Regions from separate parts of the Mus musculus genome. Here region 2 is linked to region 1. Evidence: chromatin contacts called from public Hi-C data. All regions are on one chromosome and are shown on one strand. The core of a region is the stretch at or near the end of the contact, and the rest is flanking DNA. Distances in the headings are between cores, read along the strand shown. Region 1 overlaps Slc26a4 (solute carrier family 26, member 4). Region 2 holds the start of Cog5 (component of oligomeric golgi complex 5).

Region 1 (7,284 bases), core at 4,384-6,883:
CAAAAGCAATCTGGGGAGGAAGGGGTTTATTTCAGCTTACAGCTTGTAGCCTGTCATCCAGGGAAGTCAGGGAAGGAACTCAAGGCAGGAACCTGGAGGCAGGAGCTGATGCAGAGGCCATGGACAAATGCTGCTTACTGGCTTGCTCCTCGAGACTTGCTCAGTCTGCTTTCTTTTAGCACTCAGGACCACCAGCCCAGGGATGTCACGGCTACAGTGAACTGAGCTCTCTGATTAATCATTAATTAGAAAACAAAAGAAGCCCTAAAGCTAGGCAGCAGTAGTACATGCCTCTATGCCCAGCACTCAGGAGGTAAAGACAGGTGGATTTCTGAGTGAGTCTATAGGCTGAGGTCTAGGACAGCCAGGGCTACACAGAGAAACCCTGTCTAGAAAAACCAACCAACCAAACAAAACAATAACAACAAAACAAAAATTTAGAAAAGAAAGAAAGAAAAGAAAACAGTGCCTTTCAGGTTTGGCAATAGGTCAAATACGGTGAGGCCTTTCAATTGAGGTTCCTTCTTCCAAAATGACTTTAGTTTGTATCAAGTTTACATAGAGCTAGCTTGCATAAGCACTGATTTATTAACTATTAAGTTAATAAATGACCACGTGAGAAGCTCTCTTTCTAGCTTAATAGTTAATTTTCATGTTGCTTTTGACCCAACAGAATTAGCTGTTTCTTAAATTGGTGCTTTATTGCTATTTTAAGTGATTATTGTGTGTATGCTCATGATGTGAGTGGGCACGTGTGCCATGGACCATGTGTGGCAGTCAGAGGACAACTTTGTGGAGTCAAATCTCTCTTTTCACCTTTGCATGGGTTCTGAGACTTGAACTCATGTCACCAGGTTTTCATGGCAAGCCCCTGTGCCTACTGAGCCATCCTGCTGGACACTCGATGAGGGCCTGGGGATGATTCCCTCTGCAGCATCCCTGTCACACAGTCTCTCCCTTAGGAATTCATTGCCTTTGGGATAAGCAACGTCTTCTCTGGATTTTTCTCCTGTTTTGTGGCTACCACTGCTCTGTCTCGAACGGCTGTCCAGGAGAGCACCGGGGGGAAGACACAGGTACGTAGAGACAGAGGGATAACCCTGATAGCAGGTAACAGGAGGGGGATGGTGGCTTAGAGAAGCTTCCACAAAACTGGACACAACAGTTCTTAGCCTTCAGAGAGGAACTTGTGTTTCTTTATCTGATCCAACTTGGGCCTCATCTCTTTGACTTGCCCAACCCTTATCAAAAAAAATTCTTTAATAGCAATATTTACGGGCTCCTGGAACCATGATTGCCAAATTTTTATTTGTCAGTGTTTACATGGCTCATAACTGCACACAGAACTACACTCAGAACAACAAAATAAAAGGGAGGACTGAAGAGATGGCTTAGAGGTTAAGAGCACTGACTGTTCTTCCAGGGGTCCTGAGTTCAAATCCCAGCAACCACATGGTAGCTCATGACCATCTATAATGGGATTCGATGTCCTCTTCTAGTATGTCCAAAGATAGCAACAGTTATTTACCTATGTAACAAAAACAAATAAATCTTAAAAAGGGTGGGGAACAAAAGCTGAGGATATAGTTTAGAATGCTTGCCCTGAATGTGTGAGGCCCTGAGTCCAATCTCCAGCAGAAAAATGAAGTGTTTTGAAGCCTTGCAATATATATATATATATATATATATATATATATATATATATATATATATATATATATATATATATATATATATATCAGAAGAGAGTATGGGATCCCCTGGGACTGGAGTTACAGATGTGGAGTTACAGAGCCACCAAGTGGGTGCTGGGAATCGAGCCTAGGTCCTCTGGAAGAGCAGCCAGTGCTCTTAACCATTGAGCCATCTCTCCAACCCAAGTTACTATACTTCCTGTTCATATTTCTAGTTTAGAGGAAATAGGTGAAGGAACCAGTACACACCATGAAGCAAAAGCAGAGGTCTGTTGCCAAGAGGAGGTGCGGTCAGAGTTCAGCCCAGGCTAGGCCTGTTGCAGGCTCGAGCTGTCAGCATCTGGAGATCCTGCAGCTTGCATTAGTGTTGGGCACTGATGGTCTCCCCAGGATGCTTGGTCCCTTGTGGGTGCAGCTGGATCTACTGCCGGCCATTCTCCTGCTGTTACACTTCAGGCCCAAACAAGGCCTGGGCTGGCTGCCCCATAATAATGTCATGTAAAGTGACCTCCTTGGCAAAGGGCTGGGGTATCATGGTGTTCTGGTAAGTTAATATCCTCGGCCACACACTGGCCTGCATTATATTTAGCATGGAAGGAAGCCAGGAGGTCGGAATGAAGAAGGAAACAAGGCAGAACCGGCTTGATATTTAATTACTGGAAAGCATATTAAGTTCTAGGGTTAAAAGTCTAAGACCTTGCACTGAAATCCAGGGACCTGTGACCAGTCAAACTACTGAGTCCTTTTGTGTGGTTTCTCCTACTTTATGCTAGAGCCTCCACTTCAGTATGAGTGGGAATACCACTTATATCTACCTCGAGAGGGTGCTGAGAGGTCTAAACTAGACAGTGTGAAGTCCTAGCATGCACTGGTGACTAAATGCTGATTATCTACACCTTGAGGGAGAAATGGCCTCTTAGCATCTGTGACACACACGCTGGGTCTGGCACCTAAGGAGTATCAGACATGCAGTTGTTGAAGAACAAACAGAAGAACGAGAGCTGGTGGACTTTAACTCTTTTCTATACTGGGACTGTAGAGAGCCAAACCTCCCTCCCTGTTCTTTCTCTCACTGCTACACTGACTTCTGCTGGCTCAGAAAAAAAAAGTGATTCTTAATACAAATTACTTTATAGCTCTAATTACCTTCTCACTTAACAGTAATTCACTTGCCAGAAACTGAGTCTTCTCAAAGATAGTTAGGTCTATGCTTTCCCACAAACCAGCTTTATACAGTAAAGTCAAGTAATTAATCCCTTAAAGGTTTTGATAGTGTGATCAAAATCAGCTTTGGAGTCTATAATTAGGGACTTCTACTATATATCCTTGGTGAGTGAATGGCCAGTCTCCTGTCCTGGGTTGTGCAGATAGTTGTCCCTGTCTCCAAATGTACCTCTTACCAACTCATAAAGTCCCTCAACCTTAGCAAGAATGCAAGTGACTCAATAAATACCGATCAAGTAACTGGAGAAGATAGAAGACATGAAGGGAGGGGGGGGGGGGGAAGAAGGGAGGAGGGGGAGGGGAAGAAGGGAGGAGAATATTATCTTTTTAGACAGAAGAGGAATCTATTCACAATGGTGCTGGAAACCTGGGCCATGGACCCAGAAGATCATAGGTAAGAAGAGGAAGTAGACAATGTAGAGTGATATTCTTAATATTTATAATATTCATAATATTGCCCAGGCCAACCCATACCTAAACATAAATAGCCAGTATGCCAAATGGAATGAATGTGTCCCCTGACGTCTGCTATGCCTGCTTCTTTTCGCTGGGTGCCGCGTGGGGCTGGGATTTTGCTCCATTCACCTCTCCTGTTCCTTCCTCTGACCTGTCTGCTTCTGCTTCCCTGTCTTTTCTCCTTTGCTGCAGAGTTTCTAGTCTTCAGATCAGCCATGCCTTATGCTGTCTCAGCAGAGATCTCATTGGCCAAACCAACTGATCAGACCAGGAATAGTCCCCACCCCCCCAGCCTCTCTCCTTACTCTCTATGGATCTTAGCAGAACTTTTCTTTGCCAGCGAAGGTAAAGTTTCTGAGCTTCCTTTACCCCATGATTGCTCCACTGCTGCTGCCAGTGTTTGGTTGGAACCTGTGCCTACAGTTGTTGGAGGAGACAGGAGCAGTGGTCTTGGTGTGCCGGTGTGATGCTGTGAATTTGTGATAAGATGGATTAATTTATTTTCCCTGAGGTGTTCATGGAAGTTATGAGCTACAGGTATGTCTGTTACTAGAGTAACCATTATGGCTGCTGTCTTCACAATGCAGAAGAGCCTAATATGTGTCATAAGGATTCATTCCCAAAAGTCTGACAGCCATCTCTGTTATTGGAGGAACTGGGAGGGTCTATGTCTCATGGCACATCAAACAACCGGCAGGATGACATAAATTGACATCAGTGGGCACTAGCCACTCAAATGAAACTCAAACTAGCTTGACTTTAACAGCTTTAGCTTTCGTATTCTCTTTAATTTCTCAACAATACTGGGCATATAGTGGATATATATTGCTCTGTATTTTTTACCATGTTGCATGGGCTCAGTAAATAATGCTCATTTTTCTAAATACTGAGCGGAAAGGGAGAGATGAGGAAGGGCTGAGTGCACTCCTGTGGTGAGCAGGGTGTGCCCACCTCATGGAAGTGTCTTTCAGGTGGCTGGCCTCATCTCAGCTGTGATTGTGATGGTTGCCATCGTTGCCTTGGGGAGGCTTCTGGAACCCTTGCAGAAGGTAAAACCCTGCTTTTCTGTACACCAATTTCTCTTCACCAGACTTTTATAAGAGTAATAGCAGGATATCGGAAATCAACACGCAGAAACCATAGCCTTGGATAACACAGCCTTCCCTGTCTCTCTACAGTCAGTCTTGGCGGCCGTTGTCATTGCCAACCTGAAAGGGATGTTTATGCAGGTGTGTGACGTTCCTCGTCTGTGGAAGCAGAATAAGACTGATGCTGTAAGTCACCTACCACACAACTCCCTTTAAATGAAGCACCGTGTCTTGATGTGCCTGTCACTCACGATGTCCATTCCCTAAATCTAGCCTGAATGTTTGTAACTCCAGAGCACACTTAGAGTAGTTTGGAGCAGGCCACGCCTGCGTCTATGTTTCTATGAGAAGGTCCTAGATCTCTGGGAAGATTCATTCTCAATCACTTGATTGTTTTCTGATGAACTAATGTGGATCTTGTTCATTTTTCCCCCCTCTAGGTTATCTGGGTGTTTACATGCATAATGTCCATCATTCTGGGGCTGGACCTCGGCTTGCTAGCTGGCCTTTTATTTGCACTACTGACTGTGGTCCTGAGAGTTCAGTTGTAAGTACTAAAAAACAAAACAACCTCCCTCCCCTGAAAAAAAAAAAAAAACCAGATACGAACTCAGGCATAGTAGAGGAGGCACAGCCTGACGTTTCCTAGCCTGTTTTCATTAAATCCGACACAACTTCTTTTTATAATATCATGTACTGACTGAGTGTATGAGTTACACACTGCCTTACACTGTTGAGTAGGTCCAATTAGTCTGACTCTGCAGGTGAGAAAGTTTAAGTTCAGAAAGCTTAGAGATCTTTCTTAATGCTGTTAATTACTAATTGGCAGAACTAAGTCTTAAATCCCAACACAGCTCACTCCCTATCTATCCCTTCCCTCACAGGCTCCGCTCTGCTCTCCATTGGTTGATTGTCTTAACATGAAAGCTAGACACACGGATCAGCCAAAGTCTGAACTTGCTTTGTTTCAATCCTGGTTAAATCAGATGAAATTAGAGGCACTGGGCAGCAGTCATAAAACTGGGAACCGGGCACAGAACAAGTTGGCTCCTCCAATGTATTCCTACGTATTTTACTCTTTAGAGCTAGTAACTCATTACATGACTGCGACCTTTACAATGGTTATTACAGTCAGGATTCATTCCAATCCGACAGACAAGGCACATAATGCCCAATTATGTGAAGTAAACAAGATTAGTTCGTATGCTCCGTGGATGCAGCAGAGCTATGAGTCATGGTGGAAATAGACTATGAAGGCAGGCGAGGCAGGCTGAAGGCGGATTATCTGGTTGGTGACAGGTTTTGTTTTGACTTTGGTTTTAGCTGTGTGTCCTCCTGGGCTTGCGGAGCACAGCCTCTGCCCCTTTTAGTTTTTTCCTTGCCTTTTCAGATGCTTGCCCTCTTCTCTGCCTGGGCAGTGATGGAAGAAGAAACCTGGGAAACATCAACATAGATATCTTCAGCTTAGCATGGGCTCACCTCTCCCTTGCCACCAACCAGCTCTCGGCCCACCCGCCCTCTGTTAGCATGCTGGTTTCTACTTGAAAGGCTGTGACTGGCTCCCTTAGCACAGGGTCCTGAAAGGGTTCATTAACTTCCAGAGGGCCCAGTTTGCTACAAGGAAACAATGAAGAAACTGTCTGTAGGGGACATTGCCTCTTGTGTTGAGTGTGCCTTTTAGGAGATTGTTTGAGAAGGAAGGTGGCTTTTCTTTTCTTTCTCTTTGAGAAAGACTAACTTATGATTTAACTTAAAAATGAGCTCAGTGTTGTGCCAAGGGAAAGCTTGGTGGTACAATTTAGTTGCTGGTTTGGTAACCGGGCGCCTAGCCAACAAAAAGCAGTACCGTTTATAGTATTTAATTTCCAGTAATTATAACATTGATCTAGAAAGCACAATGCTGAAAGGACCCCCAAACAATTAATCCTTCTCCAGGGGCTGCATTCAGCATATGCCACTAGTCACAGTTGGAGAGACAAGGACTTTATCTGATGGCACCAGGAACAGGAAACGGGTGATCTGGTCAACAGGCAAGGGTTGCTTCAGGAAGGCTGCTGCTTTTAAAAGCAGAGACTAATCTGATCATTTGCAGACACCGTATCCATTAGCAGGTTGCCATAAATCACAAGGAGTGGAAGAACCAAAGCCCCACGTGTGAAAGACATGCTATGCGTCCTTCACCCAGTGGCTCCTCTAGCTCCTCTGGACATTATTTTATGAACTAATAAAACAGGGATAATAGTGCTGGCTATTCAGAGTTACGGCCGGGCTTCCAGCTTTGCCATGTGAGAAAGCTTGACGCCTCTGCTATAAATTGTTATGAACTCCAAACTGCTCATTATGTCTCCCAGCCATCAGAAGAGACTCACAGTTAGTTCTTTCTTCAGTCCCACGCAAACACCAGCTGTTCATTTCAGAGTTAGATACAAGAAAATGTCATCGGCAATAAAGGCAGAGTCCAAAACACCAGAACGATGCTCTCTCTCATAGCAGTGATTTCTTTTTAACTTTTTAACTGTTGTAAAAAATAAAATAAAATAAATTAAAAGATAAAATTCCAGTGTTCATTTTTCTTCTTACAGCCCTTCATGGAATGGCCTTGGAAGTGTCCCCAGCACAGACATCTACAAAAGCATCACACATTATAAAAACGTAAGTGCCTTTATGAAACACTTGTCCCAGGTAGGCTCGATAGCCCAGAATTCAAGGAGCCTCAGATTTCTTTTAGCATGTTAGATACAAGCCAAGAGGACTTCTGTTGGGAAAGTCCATCAGCAGACTGTGAGTGTCTTGAGAACTTTGGATTCTTCATAAATCGATCA
Region 2 (7,102 bases), core at 3,654-6,153, 120 kb before region 1:
AAAAGGTGTGTTCAAATATACTGGAAAAAGAAATCATGATGTATCTTTTCTAAAATATATATAAGGAATCCATAAACCCTTGAATAAAAAGATAAGGAAAATGAAATGCTAGAAATGAGATACACAGAACCTGCTTAAAGCAAGAGCTATATACTCCTAACCATGTACTGAACTTGTCTATACTCATTACAATACATGCTCCACTAAGGGAAGATGTTTGCTTTAATGCCACCTCTCTCTAGAGCCTGAACAAGGCCAGGCAAGGTCAGGTACTCAATACTGACTGAATGAATCAATCTGTCATCTAAAAGTATCACAGTGCTAAGAGCAAACCAGTCTTAGCTATTCTCACATTCAAACTATTCTTAAACTAAAGTAATAAAACATTACTACTTTGGCCCTAATTCTGAAAACTGCATTTTCTTCCTGTTTGGCAAGTTTTTCTCAGAATTAAGAATCCTTCCCAGAAAATGTAAGTCGATTCACACAGGTTTACCACCAGCAAATATCAAAATGACAGACTTTAACATGGGTAATAAGTCTAGTAAAAAAGGACAACAGAATGTATGCATTAGGCAGAAAATGTAAAAGAAAGACAGATGAAGGTTCAAAGGAAGGCTGGGGGGCAGGTTGATAAAAGGCCTGTAAGACATACAAAATATTCAACACGTATGCTACTTAGCAATCTAAAGCCAAGCAAGAACAGCATCAGTTTTGTGTTCTACAACAATGATCCTAAATCCCTAAATCCCTAAGAAGGGATCTGTCACCCAGCAATATGCTTGACTTAGTCACAATTAGCTTTTAACAGCCAACTGTGACATTTTCAGGAATTTTTTGAGTCAGCTGGTTTTATAAGACAGGTGCCTTTCAAACATTCACTGTAGGGGTATGTACGCCATGGAATACACAAACCAGGCCTTTTCTTATTTTCCAAGAAAGCTGGTTTACCAACACACCTTCCCATGGAGAAGAATCAGAGAGGTCAGAAAAAGCACAGTTCTGTGTTAACAGCCCAGGTGACACAATGAAGGTCCAAGTAAGACAGTGTCACTTAAGAATATCAAGCAACTGACACATTTGGCCATTATCTGAACATGATAATGAGTTGGACTTGATACGTTCATAAGGTAGAATAAACCAAGGAAAACTCCCAAGTTTCTATAATTAATGGAATATTCTTTATCTGATATAAGGAATTCAGTTTTGCATGAAGCTAGATGCCTGAGGCATTAAGTATACAGAGATGAGAAACAAGCCCATGCCTCCAAGAGTCTGACAACTGCACAAAGGGTCAGCACTCAATTAACAAACTACCAACCATAAGAAGCAACACAATCAGAAAAAAGACTCAAGAACAGGAAGAAATTTACATTGTTTAATGTTTTCATAGAATATGTACTACTTGTTCATATGTTGTTCACCAACACAGAAATTCCAGTGCATGGTTAAAATATAGTTCCATAATTCAGAAGAGAAGGATGAATTTGTCTTAGTTTGCTTTTCTGTTGTGATTTAAAAAAAAAAAAAAAAAAAAAAAAAAACAGTGATCTTTGTAGAAGAAAACGCTTATTTTAGCCTACAGGTTACAGTCTATCTATCATTAGGAAAGCAAAGGTACCATGAGAGCTAAAGTTATGGTTTAAATTTTAATTAGTGTGCCTAAGAGAGCCATAAAACAGTCTCAGTTTGAGCTCCTGAAAGGGCCATGTCTAGGTTTGTGGCTATGCAGCAGCAGGGGTCTCTGTCAATGTCCATGGCTCATGTTACCACCAAAGGCCAGGTGGATGTCCCTGGTCTGGGCTGCTGCCTAGGACTACGATGATGTCCAAGGGCTGGCTGAGCAGAGCTGGCCCAGACTCTCACTGGCTGCAGCACTCTGGAGAGTGGACCCCACACCTCACCTGGGCAGCACAACAGAGCTGGCTGTAATGAGCAGTAAGAGCAGAAGAGCTGGCCCCACTTCTTGGCAGCTACAGCACTGGGTGAGCTAACCCGGGCAATGCTAGAGAGCTGGCCCTGCTGGTATGGGTGTTGAAGAACTAGCAGGCTGATCAACTCAACTATCACCCAGGCCCAGATCCAGGACTTTGAGTTGGCCCATACCAACATCTATGAACTGCTGAAGCTTAAGAAGGGGCCAGCCCTACAGATTCAAAACTGCAGGATCTCCATGACACAGGGCAACAGGATATTCAAGAGGCATCCTAGTTAGGATCCAGAATAGATAGTGTAGCAGAAGCCAGAAGCCTCGAACCAGACCAGTGCCTGGTTGCAATGAACATCTGCCAAGTAAAGAAGTGGACAAAGGGGTATGTTGTGATGTTGTGGATACGCCACAGCTTCCACAGCAAGATTTTTTTTTTTTCCTTAGAGAGGAGACTATAAGGGTGAAAGGCAGATACAAAGAAACATGGAAATGATTGGGATTGGGGTACATGATGTGAAATTCAGAAAGAATAAAAAAAGTTATAAGAAAAAAATAAAGAAAATGTCCCATGTGTAGATAGGCCAGTAAGATGGAAGCGATTCCTCATGAGGTTCTCACATCCCAGCTTACTCTACTGTGTGTCAATGACCAACACAGTGATTATATGACTTAGAAAGTGGACAACATAGGTCTGAGAACCCAGGAAGACACCAGAACCTGGGGAGTTGGGTAAAGAAACTCCTGAAGAATGCTTAGAGAAAAAGAAACTGGAAAGAATGACTAAATCAAAAGAGCTAACTGTGTAAAGGAAATGGTGAGTACAATCTCCCATAGACGCGACAGTAAAAGATGAACACAGCTAGCAGATTATTCAGTGGTTGATATTCCAGAATAAATCACATAAGTTATCTCTTTTGTGGTATTCTTATCAGTGAAAAATCAGAAGCTGCTCACAAATTTTCCAACTCTGCACCTGTTCACTGAGCCTATCAACCCTATCTTTAGGCAAATTCTAAAGACAGTGAATTGGTTACTGAACAAAATGATCAAATTTTCAGGTACATTTGGGGAAACTGGAAAGGAATTTAGGAAATTAAATAAATACATATATACATACATACATACATACATACATACATACATACATATATACAAGGGCAGTGGTGGCACAGGTCCTGAATCCCAGCACTTGGAAGGCAGAGGCAGGTGAATCTCTGAGTTCTAGACCAGCCTAGTCTACGAATTAAATTCCAGGACAGCCAGAGCTACAACAGAGAAACCCTGTCTTGAAAAATAAACAAATAGTGTGGGATCCTTATATCATATAACAAATTACTTCAAGGAAAGAGCCAAGCTTTTACAAGTTTAAATAGGATAAGAAGCAGAAGTGCCCATCTGACTTACTTCCAAGGAACCAATGAGGACCTCTGCAAAGTGATTTTAACATTATAGAATGGGAGTGTTTGGATTCTAGACAGGAATAAACTCCACAGCACAAAGGAAGGGAATGTCCTTAAAACAAAGGGCTTTATTTAATTGCTGAGACTTTACTTAATTGTATTTGAAACCACAGAAGGAAAAAAGCAAGCATAGTTTTAAGTTCAGTTTAAGCTCAAAGGCTGGACAGCTATTAAACACACACACACACACACACTCGTTTCAGGATTTTGAAACTTGGTTAAATTTAAATTTCAATTAAGACACAAAGATGAGGTGCATCAGGCAGAAACTCTAAGAATATACCACAACCTAACTCTGAAAAACATCACTAGTCTTGACAAGATATAAAATATCTATTAAAAAGATATAAAATATTCAACAATCAGGGAAAACACCATAATTTAAATTTCAGTTTGATCCTTTAAGCCACTCTTATGTGGAAAATTAAAAAAAAAAATCTGTTCCTACTGTATGCAGAATACTGCTTTTAACTCTGTGGAATATAAAAAGAGGTTCCTATGCTTGGCTTGGTAGCCTTTGATCCCAGCAGGTGGTAGACAGAAGCAGGTGTATCTCTGTGAGTTCAAGGCTAGACTGACTGATCTACAGGGAGTTCCAAAACAGTCAGGGTTTCATAGAGTAACCCTGTCTCAAAAACAAGGGGGAAGGGGATTGGGGAGGAGGAGGCGCAAGGGCCTCGGAAGCAATTAAGGTGATAAATGCAAACGCTTTTAATAGATGAAAGAACTTAGTGTCAACTAGAGAAAAGATGGGATGATTAAGGCCTAATACCTTTAGCAAACTGAATTTTGTTCTGTCTCTCAGATTGAGCATTAATACAACCGAACTTGACTTTCAAGCGTACTATACTATAGAAAGGTATATAGTTAATTTACTTGGGATAATTTCTCTTCAAACTACCAGTAATCCTGACTTCAGTACTCGACATGTATGGATAACAGAGGCACCTGCATAGCCCAAGAACTGAACACGGAAATTTCCAACTCCACATTTTGCATCCTCCATCCCTTTCCTTAAGCAGCGAGCGGTCTGTCACCTAGGGTGAGTTCACACTTCTGGGCACGGACAGTGCAATCCTTGGTCAGGAACTGAGCAGCAGTAGCGGCTATCAGCCCCGACCACGTCGTGCAGGAACTACAGCGATGTCCCGGGCGCATCATGATCCAGTGCAAACCCCAGCAACTAGACACCAGGTGTTTTCCCCAAGACACCCACGGGAAGAGAGGAACACGTTCCCCGTGAAACTGGGGGACCAGGACAATCCCGGACGCCAGGGGGCCGGGCGGAGGGGAGTGGCCAAGTCCAGACAGGAAAACTTTGTGCAAAGTGACCGGTAGGATTCTCGGACTCTGCGCAAGGCAGGGCGACCCAGGCCGGGCCACCGTCCGACGCCTTACCGTCCTGCAGGATCGCCTGCACGGTCGCCGCCACTACTGCGGAACCCGAAGCCCCACGGCCTGCTACGGAAATTGTGCTGTCTCCACCTTCCATGTTGGCAAGTGCCGGGTTGATGACGTCTTGCAATCGCCCCGCCCTCCAAGTGACGCAGAATCAAGGCGCCGCCCCACCTGCCCGGCCCGGGTTGCGTTTGGGAACCTAAGTACTACAATCCTACGTGCAAGGAAAGACAGGTCGCCGCCGGGGCCTTCTCCCATTCCGCTCCGGACGCAGCCACCGCGCCGATCTCCAACGCAAGTATTGGGCCTGAGAACTCCGGCGTGGGGAAGAGGCTCTTGGGAGCGTCACGGCCCTCCTCGCCCAACACGTGGGAGCTTAGGGCTGCTCAGCCTTACCTAGTCCCCGCCTGGAGTGGCAAGCCCGGGTAGCAGGCAGTATATGCTGGGGAAGAATAGTTGTTAAGCTCTGCCCTTAAAAATAAAAACGTTTAAATATTCGTAACTATTTATTGAGTTGGTCTGGAGCTACTCTGCATTTTGCATTCCCTTAACATCGCCTCAGAAGATTTTTCCCTCCTGTGTTTGACCTCAGTCACGATGCGGTAGCGAGAGGCAGCGCGCCTAGAGTTGCATTAGATTTCAGTATGCATAGTTTACGAAACTACTTTGTTTGTAATAATCATACACGACGAATAGCATTATCTGAATTACAGGATGATTTTCTTTCCTTAGCTTTCTTGTTTTTCACAAAAAAAAGATTGACTTTAGTCTACATATTAATATGCAATAAAGTTTTTAACGCCCACTATACATACCAGCACAAGTTTTCAAAAAAAAAAAAATTCACTTATATTTTAAAAGGAATTCTAGGTGTAGAAGCACATATTACCAAAATATTATGTCCGGTGCTGCATGCTTTGGAGAACTTTAAAACAAAATATTGATACCTTCATCCCATAAGTTCAGAGAGCTGTTTTTGGTCTTGGATGTGACTTAAGCATTTTTATTCCTAAAAGTTTCTGCATCCTAATTTACTATCAAGATTGAAAGCTATAGCTTATTCAAGAAATTCATACTGAAGCAGACTTTGCCATTTAGTCTGGCCACAAGAATGAGTAAGAGCAAAATCATGCTTTAGAAAGTCAGTCATGACGCCATTGCCGATCACCACCTCCTAGTGTGTACCAGTTCTGTAATGTGTAAGATTCTTCCCTCCTTTGCAAATAGTCTCTTAGTGGTTTACTCCGTGTTTATTCCTCATATCGACATAGCCCATCTCTGACTTAGCTTAATTACGCTCCCATTTTCCTCTGAACAGTGTTGACACTTCCAAAGATTTCTTGCAAGCCATGACATCCTTCAGTATATTGGCCTTGTGTTCATTTAGCCTACTGCCAAACATTAAAGACTGAATTTTGAACAACTAGCCTTTTATAGAGTTAGCTTTTATCTGGCAATAGATTACAAAGGCCAAAATGGAATATAAAAACAAAAACTATGAAGTCAAAAGCTTTAAGTACAACATGAAAAATATTAAACAATTTTATCACTTGTACTTTGGGCATAAAAGTTATTTACGGTGCACTTACTTGGTAATAACTGAATATCTTCACTGGTAATAAATTTAGATTATTTAAAATAATAAAGTTGTTTCTGCCTTCTGATTCACAAAAAAACTAGAATAAAAGTATCAGAGTTTCTTTTTTAAGTTGTATGTGTATGTATGTAGATGAATATATGTGTGTGCTACAAGTCCCCTCAGAGGCCAGAGGTGTAGGACCCCCTGAAACTGAGCATAGAAGTACCATGATCCTCCCAATGTGGGTGCTAGAAACTGAACTCAGATCCTCTGCAAGAATAGTCCATACTCCTAACCACTGAGCAATCTCTCTAGCCCCAAAATACCAGGATTTGTTTTGAAATACGAGTTTCTATTACTGCCACCTAACTTTCCTTTTTTTCGGTTTGTCTATCATACAAAGTATTTTATGGGAAGCAATTAAAGCCAGATCCCTTGGTTTAATCATGAAAGTAAAATGCATGAAATTAAAAACGAATCTGAAGTTGGGTATGGAGGCACACCAGGGTAATCCCAGCACCGGCAAGGTTAGGTTAGCAACTATGTAAGCTAGCCTGGTATATAGCAAGATCCTGTCTCAAAAAATAAGCAAAAAAGTAACAATCAAATCATCACATGACACACACAGGGAAAACCTAGTGGTTTCCCATATCGTCTTTGAAAACTACTCTGTGCAGTTTTTCACATTTATTGATCCTGTAAGTAGAGGCAGAATTTGGGAAGATATTCTTTTAT

The links. Hi-C and Micro-C count contacts between places; a contact is called where the count stands out from the background.
Region 2: a contact with region 1 is called in a Hi-C map of uterus. The contact joins the promoter of Cog5 here to the enhancer-like site in region 1. A contact is called at or near these places in 2 of 39 promoter capture datasets (frontonasal cranial neural crest and stem cell-derived epiblast-like cells), 1 of 15 datasets of contacts at CTCF or cohesin (the NIH/3T3 cell line), 2 of 484 Hi-C or Micro-C datasets (the N1E-115 cell line and uterus), 5 of 115 datasets of contacts at active chromatin or transcription factors (bone marrow-derived macrophages, embryonic limb bud, embryonic stem cells and 2 more) and 3 of 9 other capture datasets (adipose tissue, liver and pancreatic islet).

The regions. Positions count from the first base shown.
Region 1 is chr12:31,532,975-31,540,258 of GRCm38.p6, reverse strand. Slc26a4 (solute carrier family 26, member 4) reads left to right here. Exons shown (of 21, transcript NM_011867.4): 10 at 963-1,076; 11 at 4,346-4,423; 12 at 4,553-4,648; 13 at 4,903-5,009; 14 at 7,045-7,114. Among named protein-coding and RNA genes, the nearest start is that of Slc26a4, 23 kb to the left of the region's middle. Within about 2 kb of position 5,633, at least 20 of the 459 cell types and tissues checked have an H3K27ac peak or open chromatin away from gene starts, as enhancers often do. A contact at or near this core is called in the N1E-115 cell line, forebrain and uterus, where this site is marked.
Region 2 is chr12:31,652,670-31,659,771 of GRCm38.p6, reverse strand. Cog5 (component of oligomeric golgi complex 5) reads right to left here and starts at 4,903. Exons shown (of 23, transcript NM_001163126.1): 1 at 4,789-4,903. The coding sequence starts at 4,882. It overlaps Dus4l (dihydrouridine synthase 4-like (S. cerevisiae)), which reads left to right and starts at 4,946. Exons shown (of 7, transcript NM_028002.2): 1 at 4,946-5,082.